Regions from separate parts of the Mus musculus genome. Here region 2 is linked to region 1. A link is a contact called in public promoter capture Hi-C data. All regions are on one chromosome and are shown on one strand. The core of a region is the stretch at or near the end of the contact, and the rest is flanking DNA. Distances in the headings are between cores, read along the strand shown.

What was found. Capture Hi-C pulls out chosen DNA fragments and counts their contacts.
Region 2: a promoter capture Hi-C map of liver shows a contact between it and region 1, with 4 times the contacts expected there. The contact joins the promoter of Zfr here to the promoter of Lmbrd2 in region 1. A contact is called at or near these places in 3 of 39 promoter capture datasets (the C10 cell line, hippocampal neurons and pre-B cells), 1 of 115 datasets of contacts at active chromatin or transcription factors (stem cell-derived neural progenitor cells) and 1 of 9 other capture datasets (liver).

What each region holds. Positions count from the first base shown.
Region 1 is chr15:9,136,945-9,142,145 of GRCm38.p6, reverse strand. It overlaps Lmbrd2 (LMBR1 domain containing 2), which reads right to left and starts at 1,576. Exons shown (of 18, transcript NM_177178.3): 1 at 1,406-1,576. Skp2 (S-phase kinase-associated protein 2) reads left to right here and starts at 1,692. Exons shown (of 10, transcript NM_013787.3): 1 at 1,692-1,962; 2 at 2,443-2,714. The coding sequence starts at 1,955.
Region 2 is chr15:12,116,124-12,120,822 of GRCm38.p6, reverse strand. Zfr (zinc finger RNA binding protein) reads right to left here and starts at 2,972. Exons shown (of 20, transcript NM_011767.2): 1 at 2,876-2,972; 2 at 2,485-2,584. The coding sequence starts at 2,912.

The sequences.
Region 1 (5,201 bases), core at 327-2,826:
CAGCCAGGGCTACACAGAGAAACCCTGTCTCGAAAAACCAAAGGAAAAAAAAAATAAAAAGAATCGTGTGTGTATCAATACAAACCTTTTCAGTATATTATGGAAATAGCTGTGATTAAAGAAATGCAAAAGAACACCGGTTTCATTATCAAGGCAAATCAGGAGGCTCCTAATTTCAAAGTTGATAGGCTTTCCTTTCCTAGAGAGAACCTTGTGCCCACTAATTTAAATATCCTAAGGTCTCTGCTAACTCTTAGCTGAATTCAGGGCTGTTTTATATTTACTAGAATTTACTCTTGAACGAGTTACATCCTAACAGAAAGGACAAAGTTCAAGAGAAGGCAAATGAGTTTTTCAAAGTAACAAAAGATAACTTTATACACTATTTCAGAAGGTCTCACTTTAGATACTTTCCATAACAAAACTGTGACTACATACTTATTCTCCTAGTCTTTCTTTTCAAGTAAAACCAATTTGCAAAAAGGTCTTTTTTTTTTACACCAATCTCACTCACAGGAACTAAAAGTTCATGAATCTCTTCCTCTCAAGAAGTAACTGATGCAAAGATTATGCTAGAAACAAAGACAAAACTGAGCATGAAGGATTTAATTCCACTATAAAACGAATCTTGCTCTCTCCACAAAGAAACACAAGTGTATGCAATCTAACATACTAAACCAATATTCTAATGTTTTTGATGAAGGTGGCCTGCTTTTTTCTCAACTCTATAAATCTTCATTTTTACTGGACTAGAAATGCATCCCCCTACCCTCTCCCCTGTTGCACAGTTTGCACACCTGAATTTTGCATGGTCATTCTAATCTAATCGCCCCCGACCTCTTCAGAGGCTAAATTAGCATAGTTTCTAGGCAGAGAGATTCTAGGACAGGCTGTGGATTGAGTCAGAGGCACCTAAACAGCTTTCAGGGTGGTCTCTCCTTGCAAGCGGAGCCTCCCTTTTTCCCTTTGGTATTTGGGAGACTCATCAAGGATCCAAGAGGATGCACGCGGGAACCACTGCTGGCTCCTGCCGCCTTAAAAATAAACCATCGCTCCTCTTGGAGCTGCGCTTTAGCTCGAAAAAGGCTTCCCCTCGCACGCTGATTTGATCTTCAGTGCCAGCCCATGAGGTGTGCCGCGTCCTCGAGCCTAGTTTACAAGTGAGGAAAGGATCGCGTCCACAGACCCAGTCCTAAGGGCCGCCCACTGCCAGGTGGAGGAAGGCGAATGGCAGGAGTGCCACCCGCAGCCTCTCACCTGGCGGGCCATCGAGACCCCGGAGATGGGCCTGGCGGCGGCGGCCACTCACCATCTGGAACTCCCCCCAAGTCTATGTCCGCCAGGGACTGGGCCGGGACCCCAGACCCTGACGCACCTCACGCGTCCCCGCCCCCCTCACGCTCACCGTCGGACCTCGCCAGACAGCGTCTGGAAGGGACTCAGAAGCTTCGCGTCCGCCGCAGCCTGCCGGGGTCACGGATCCTTCAGTCCCGGGCGACCGTGGCGGTGATCACCCGAAGGCCCGTGAGCTCCGGGAAAAGGAAAACCTGCTCCCAGTCAATCGGCTGACATTTCCCAGCCAGCCGGAGCTCCACCCACTTCCGCCTGCCTGTCCTCCTCCTCCTCCTCCTCCTCCTTCAATCCCGCCCGGCGCCGCAGGGAGTTGTGGGTATCTGGAGGGTTGGTCCGAAATCAGAGTGGAAGAACCCAGGCAGGACTACGAGCTAGGCTCGGAACTACAATTCCCAGCAGGCAACGGGGCGTCAGAAGGCGGCTGCTGGAGAGCGGGATGCAGAACTCCGCGCGCGCGGTGGTGATGGAACGTTGCTAGTTCGCGGGTCCAACTGCTGGGGCCCCGGGGATCACTCTAAGCCGAGCGCTAAAACAGGAGTCTGGAAGGCAGGCAGCGCTTCAATTAATTCAAGCATTCAAAACTCCTGAATCAGTGGACACCATGCATAGGTAAACCGATTGCAAAAAAACCGGACAAAACATGAATGAACCGTTTGAATTCTTTTAGGCCGCGAATGTTGCTTCTTGTTCAAATAATCTGGTTATGTGAATGTTTGCTTAGAGAAAAAGGATGGATGAATGCTTTAGTGCGAATATCAATGTGGAGTTTAATTTGGCTTCCTAATTAAGTTTTCCTTCCTCTACTTTGAGTCATGGTATCAGTGCCGTCCCTCTTTTTCCCTCCACGGGAAGAAATTATTGAGGCCTTCTGCGTGACCATAAATCCCAAAGCCTTTCAAAGTATATATGTTCCCGATTTTTCTCTTTCATTCTTGTATTTCTCTCGCTTGTAGGCACGTTTAAAAAATGCAGTACTGTCACTTGCTGGGACTTTTCTCCACTCCATTCTTTACTCTTCTTTCATGCCTACCTTGGAATTATTTAGGGGTGTATTTTCAAAAGGAATAGAGAATGTCTGCCCTTCTGCAGGAAGCACCTTCAGGAGATTCCGGACCAGAGTGGCAACGTCACCACCAGCTTCACGTGGGGATGGGATTCCAGCAAGACTTCTGAACTGCTATCAGGCATGGGTGTCTCGGCCTTGGAGAAGGAGGAGGTGGACAGTGAGAACATCCCACATGGACTGCTCTCAAACCTCGGCCACCCCCAGAGCCCTCCAAGGAAACGAGTCAAGGGCAAAGGGAGTGACAAAGACTTTGTGATCATCCGTCGGCCGAAGCTTAGTCGGGAGAACTTTCCAGGTAATGCACAACACTAAGATCCAAACTGTATTGTAATGGGTTGAACTATTTTGTTTTAACTAAATTCGATTGAATTATTTCCTTGGGGAATCTTTTTGGATCGGTGCCTAAAATTGCCTAGTTTTGGTGCCTAAAATTGCCTAGTTTGGAAGTGTGGCAGTGAAATGGATTCCAGTCATTAAGTCTTCAGGAATCTTGGTTGGTCTTTATCTTGTGGTCAACAATTGACTTGAAGCTTTTTTCCTGCCCTTTTCCTTAGAAAGGAATCTTCCTGCTCAAAGTCCAGCTCAGTACACTGACATATGGGAACAGAAGCAGGGATCTTAGAGGGTCCCCTTTTGTCTCTATATACTTCTTTGTATCTGAGCAAGCTTTGTATGGTAATGACTTAGATTATTGGTAGGCACATTAGGAAGGTAAATGTTACTAAGTAGAAGAGACTTAGATTGCTCCGCTTGCAAGCAGGCCCTTGGGGGTGTGGTGTTTCCCTTACTGTGACATTGCATCTACAGTCATAGAACCCTGAAATGTGGTCTCATCCCCACTGCCCCCACTACCCAGCTAGTCACTGTGTCTTTCACTCTTGTGTGGCAGCTGTTTCAAGCTTTCATCATCTCTTCCTGGATTATTGTAATAGATTTATATTGTCAGCTTTCTTCTCAGCTCTGTCTCCAGGAGGCAGGGTGGATTGATGAGATCAGAATTTACCTGAAATTCTTCTCTCACTAGTGACTCCCACTCCTTGATTCCCCAAACATTTTTAAATAAAGCGCCTCCAGGGCAGATCCAGACTCAAGGACTGGCAGCCTTAGAGTAAATATAGTGTGTTGACCTGAGGCTTGTCAAGGTTTCCCCACCCCCACCCCCTAGTCATTTAAAAAAGTGATTCAGGGTCGGGCAGTGGTAGCACACGCCTTTAATCCCAGGATTTAGGAGGCAGAGGCAGGCGGATTTCTGAGGCCAGCCTGGTCTACAGAGTGAGTTCCAGGACAGCCAGGGCTACACAGAGAAACCCTGTCTCAAAAGAGTGATTCAGGAAGTGTTTTTGAGAGCACACTGTCCTCCACAGTATAGTGGCTCCAGATAATAGCAGTGAACAAAACAGACAAATCCTAGAACTTCCATTCTAGTGAGGAAATGCTGGAAGTCCAATGGATATGGTACTTTCTGTAACATGTTAGGCCAACGTGGCTAAAAACAAAGAGGGGGTCAAACTGAGGCAGAATGGAGGAAGTCTTGGAATCTGAAGATAGATTGCAAACTGGTTATTGGCTGACATCCTTATTTGGGCTGTGACCTTTAAGCAAAGACAAGGGGAGAATGCAGGAATACGCGTGAAAATGTCCCTTGGCATAGGGAACCTAAAGTAAAGGGAAGCCACATAAGATGCTGGAGAACAGGAAAGCAGAGTGAGAGTGGACAGAGTAGGGAGAGGTGCGGCCTCAGGTGGGGCTGATCTTTCCTCATTGGAACACTCACTCCTCTCCCCTCGTTCAGTGTCGTCCATTGAGACAGGGTTTCTTTGTTTGTAGTGTAACTCACTGGCCTCCAACTCAGACAGGCTGGCCTCCAGCTCAGAGATCTGCCTGCCTCAAGTGCTGGGATTAAAAGAGTGGACCATTGGCGCCCCGGCTCGGTGACCCCTCCAAAGGGACACATTGGTTAGCTGAGGCTGAACTGTATCGGGTAGAGGATAGGCAGCAGACCCCTAGAGATTTATGTAGAGCAGTGAGAGAATGATAAGCCGTGGTCAGGATGAAAGCAGTGGAAGAGGTGACCAAAGTCTAAACTAAAATTGGGTGAGGAATGGAAAAAGACGTTGAAGAAAGCATCAGAGTGAAGCCTTGCAAAGCCAGCGTAAAGAAATGGATTCTTCCGTCCTTCCTTCGGGCGCTGTCTGCAGACAGGGTGGTGAGCAGATCCGTGGCTTGCTTGAAAATCCCTGTTTTGTAGTCCCCTGTGGTGTCTCATGCCTTTGAACCCAGTACACCAGTGGCCAAAGCTGGCAGATCTCTGTGAATTGGAAGCTCTTTGGCCTATACAGTGACTTCCAGGACAACCAGGGCTACGCAATGAGACTCTTGTCTCAAAAAAAAAAAATTCTGTTTGGGCTTCTCAATACTTTTTTGGAAAGGGAGTCATCTTCAGGTTATAGCATGTGAGTCCACATTAATGCCAGGTATGGTGGCACGTCTCTCTGGTCCCAGTTTAAGAGGCTGTAGTCAGAAGATGGGGATTTCTAGAAAGCATGAGCCTCGCAGTAAGACTGTCTCAAAGTGAAAACATAACTGAATATATAATAATATATGAGATTAACTAGAGGGGTATGGAAGTAAGTTCAGACAAATCTACATTTAAACCTTGATGCTGCCATTGGGAGCTACCTTGGGAAGTGACTTGAACTTTCTGGGCCTTAGTTTCCTTATCTGTGAAATGGAGCAATAATTCCTACTTAAAGTGTTCATCTGAACATTGAGTAAAACTGTA
Region 2 (4,699 bases), core at 1,723-4,222, 3.0 Mb before region 1:
GTCAATGACTGTGAAGCAACTTATCCATATGTAAAAGACTTCAAACACTTCCCCAAGTTTGAGATCTTTCAAATTAAGGAATACGTGTATATACATATATATATATATATATATATATATATATATATATATATATATATGCAAACTAAGCTTTTCCACCTCTTAAAGTTCTATCATAACTGTTTCTAACCACAATCAACATTGTTAGTATTGTTACTTATTCATCTTCCTCAAACATTAGCATTATTACACATAAATTCTTGTGTTTAAATACCAGTGATTTTCACTTATGCCTCTGTAAAAAGACATAATTAGTTCTGGTGATACATGCAGTTTTAAAAAATCTACTTAAAAAAAAAAAAGACTTATTTTACTTCTCTGAGTCCACTGTAGCTGTCACTGCCACAGCAGAAGAGGGCACTGGATCCCATTACAGATGGTTGTGAGCCACTATGTGCTTGCTGGGAATTGAGCTCAGGACCTCTAGGAAGAGGAGGTCAGTGCTCTTAACCACTGAGCCATCTCTCTAGAACCAGGATTTACCAAGCTTACTTAAGCTGGTATTCAACATTCTTAAAATACTGATTGGATTGAAATAATTTTAAAATCTATAGCCCTGCATTTTGGGGGAAAAAAAAAAAAAAAAAACCTTTAAAAACTCCAAACACTCCTGCTCCCAATTTTCAGTACCTAAATAGTTAAAATGCAAATCTGTCATTCATTGAATGCTAAAAAAACAGAAAAATATTGTACAAAATGAACAGAAAAATTTAATGGTTAAACACAGCATTTTCTAGAACACATGTTACTCATTAGCAATAGATTTTATGGGCACAGAGGCCATTTCCTAAGAAAAAAGAAATTATTTTGTTTGACTATGTTTTCTCCCTTCACAAGACTTTGCTTGTTTCACATCTAAGTCTGTAAAACAAATAACATGTTAATGTCTGAAATGTCCCATGATTTTGCTCTGAAGATATAATTTCAGTCATTTTTCTCAGCACTGGCCTGAAGAGACTTTTAAGCCACCACCTTAAGATTGAGGCTTTCAACAATCAGTAAAATACCTATGTCAGTAATATAATAATTTACAATTTTAACACCTTTTTTAAAAAATGGGGGCATTTCATCTATTTGATTGATAGATTTTTTTTTCTTTGTCAGTAATATGTAAAACAGTATCTCTTGTAGTAAATTGTATCATAGGATTCCCTAAAATGAAGTAACTTTTTTTTCCTTTAGAATTTTCAGCCCCCAATTATTAGCCAGTATCCCATTTTACAGAGGAAACTCAAAAAATATGTCCCAAATGTCATAAAAAATCACAAAGATACTGTTACTAAAATTTTGTTTTCCAATGAGCCTCTTTTAAATACATGACTCTCCTAAGGTAAATGGGATGAAAAAGCTATCTGAATTTAACCATGATCCTAAATATGCTAAGGCACACATAAAACTGTATGCTTACTGCATGAACCAAGCGACTAGCTGTCTTACTCTGATTCATGACGGTCCAATAAATACAGGGTTTTGCCTCTTGTTTCTGCGATAAGATGTATAAGGAATTACAGCTACTTTAGCAATGACAGCTATCTGGAGGTAGAGGATTCATCCCAGGCACCACAACTACTCGGTATACAGTCACTGGCATTTTCTTTTTCCCCGGGCGGGGCGAGGGGCAGGGGGGAAGACCTCAAAGGAGAACCACCGGTCCACTTGGAGCCGTCCTCAATGGCTCCAAAGGCTACACACGCATCATCTACCCTAGGAACTTCGCACATCTTTTTCGGTCTAACAGCTAAACGATTCACAGGTGGTTGGCATATTAACATCTCCGCGAGCAAGAAAACCCAAAGGGAATGAGATGGAGGCGATGACGCTGGCAAAGTGGCAGTTAATCTGAGGGGCTGGGGGCAGGGGGGTGGTTGGTGGCGTCGGGGACCCAGGGCCAAGGGAAGGTACCGACAAAGACCTGCTGTGTGATCTGGGCTCCGGGGGCGTCGCGGTAGAGGCCGCTGACTCCGCACTCCGCGCGAGGCCCCTCGGCTCACTCTCTCTCCATTCCCCGAGCCAAAGGGAAGATAAGAGGTGGGGGGGTGACAGGGTGGAGGCGGGGACCCGGGAAGCCGAGGGGCCGCAGCGGGCGGCTCGGCTCCGCTCCAAGGCCGCGGGAGGCCATTTTACCTCCGGGGCCGTCCAAGGCCCTCCACGTCCCCAACCCCTCCGCAGTCATCCCTCCCCCGTCTCGGCCCCTCCGGGGGCCGCTGTCCGCCGGAGCCGGAGGCCGAGTGCGACACGGCAGGGAAGGGCGGGTGTGGGGAGGGTGCGGGGGGCTCCCGGCCGCGCCTGCCGCGGGGACCCGGGCTCTCGGGGCGGTGCGGCGGGGGCGGGGGCGGATGCGGCCGCGGGGCCGGAGCGTCGGCGGGAGCCGGACCGCGGGGCGCGGAGGGAAGAGGAAAAAGGGAGAAGGCGGGGAGCCGTTACCTATACTGGGCCGCAGCCGCCGCCGCCGCCGCCCCGCTGTGGGTGAATCCAAAGTAGTTGCCGGTCGCCATTTTGGCATCTTCCCCCAGCCGGCTGGGCACTGCGGCGGGCACGGAGAGTCAGGTCCCATGGCGGGAGGGCAGCCGTCAAGGGGTCGGGGTGCCGAGGGATGGCAAGGGAGAGAAAAGGGGCCGTGAGAAGCCGCCCTGGCCGGCGGGGACCGCGGCCGCGCCGCCGTCCGCCTCCCTCCCCGCACTCCCTCACTCACTCGCACGCCCGGGTGGCGGCCGCCGCCTCCTCCCCGGAGCTGGCCCCAACCCCCGCGCCTACCCGCCGCCCAGGGCCGGGGCAGGGCATGGCAGAGGCCTCCACGGGCCACATTTAGACTCACCATAGGTGAAAGAAACTACAGGGCATATGGGAATCATGGGCTCGGGCTGCTGCTGCTGAACTCTGAACTCTCACCCGCTGCCTCCCTCCTCTGCCCCACTCCTCCTCAGCGGAGAACAGACCGCCGCCGCCGGCCGCACCGCGCAAGCGCGCTAGTGCGATGCATCCTGGGAGATGTAGTCCTTACGCCCCGCGCCAACCCCCCCACCCCCCACCCGGGGGCTGGCGCAGGGCCCCCCGAGGAGCGGATTTCTGGGGTGCGGATGTGGGGTTCTCTCGTGGGACTACGGGCCCGGCCTTATCCTAAGCGATGGTGACTCGCACCCGCTGCAGGGAGGCTACAAGGCGGAGGAAGAGCGCCTCGCTCGGCCGCGGGGGAGTCGGGCAGCGTGACCAGATAGCGTGACGTCTGTTGGCCTTTTCGCCGCCTTACTTTTTCACCGGTTTCCTTTACTTTTGCGGCTGCGTTTGTTCTCTCTTTCAGCCCTCCTCTCTCCTTTAATTTCCATTAACATTTGAGCTGGCCTAATTCCTGTTGCTTGTCACTGGCCTTTGGAAAGGGGAGGAGACAACGATGGGGGGGAAAAGAGCAGAGGAAGTGCTGCACCAAGCATCTGCCCAGAACCCTGCCTGTCACAGGGGTCACACATTTTGCCAAGACCCCGCCCCACCTCACAGACAAGGAGCCTTTCAGGGTCATGTTGGCGGCCCCCAACAAGGTGTTGGGCGTTGTAGATGCCAGAAACGAAACGTGACATGTTGTAGGAGCAAAACAAAATCCCTGTTCACATGGAATTTTTGTTCTGGGAAGTCTTATGACACACTAGAGCCAAAAACATAGAAAATGTGGTGGGTGGGACTGGAGTATTAGGAATAAAAACAGGACAATGAAGATAAGGGGAGTTCGGGCGGTTAGGGCAAGCCCTGGAATAGAGACCTGACAGAAGCAAGAAAACCACCCAGGTAGCTACCTGGAGGAAGGGCAGTGGAGAAGTCTATAGAGTATCAAGGAAGTCACTCTGGCTAGAACTGAGTGCGGGGATGACCAGTTCAAATGTCTTTGTGAGAGTCTTAGATTTCCTGGGTAGAGGGGCATACACCTATAAATCCCATCATTGGAGAGGCTGAGACAGGAGGATTTCCCAGAGTTCTAGACCTGCCTACACTACAGAGGGAGACAGTGTTTCAAAATAGAAACTACCCACCTATTCACTCCTTACCTGAGCTTCAAAAGAGTGCCAGGTCTCCCTGGGTCAGGATCAATACTTTATAAATAGTTCTTTACTGCATGCAACTGTGTCTTCATTACAGATGCTTTAGTGTTATCTCTGTATTGTCTCAGGCCATTTTCAGTCACACCTCCCCCACCTCCACCCCCCCCCCCCCCGCCCATTTCTTTTCTACTGCTAGGGATGGAGCTGAGATGACCTGAGCTAGCGATCGTTCTCTCTCTCTCTCTCTCTCTCTCTCTCTCTCTCTCTCTTCTCTCTCTCTCTTTCTCCTTTAGTTAGGGTCTTGCTGGCTGACCTGGAGACCTGGCACTCACTATACTGCTTCCGCTGGGCTCTCCCTCCCCTTCCATCCCCTCTCCCAGCCACTCCTGGACTGATTTCTGTCGTCTTGCTCTTACCCTGCCTCCACCAAGGCCTAGGAAGCGCTGCACCTCACCTCTCACCTGCCTCGTGGCCATCCAGCAGCCCCCTGCTGCTTATCTCTTAAGTCTGATGAGCCTTAAAACAGTCAGAGTGAATCAGAACTCACCCGTGGAAATCAGCGCTTTAGTCTACCTAAGGCAAACATTGCCTCAGTCCCCACTGGCGTCAAC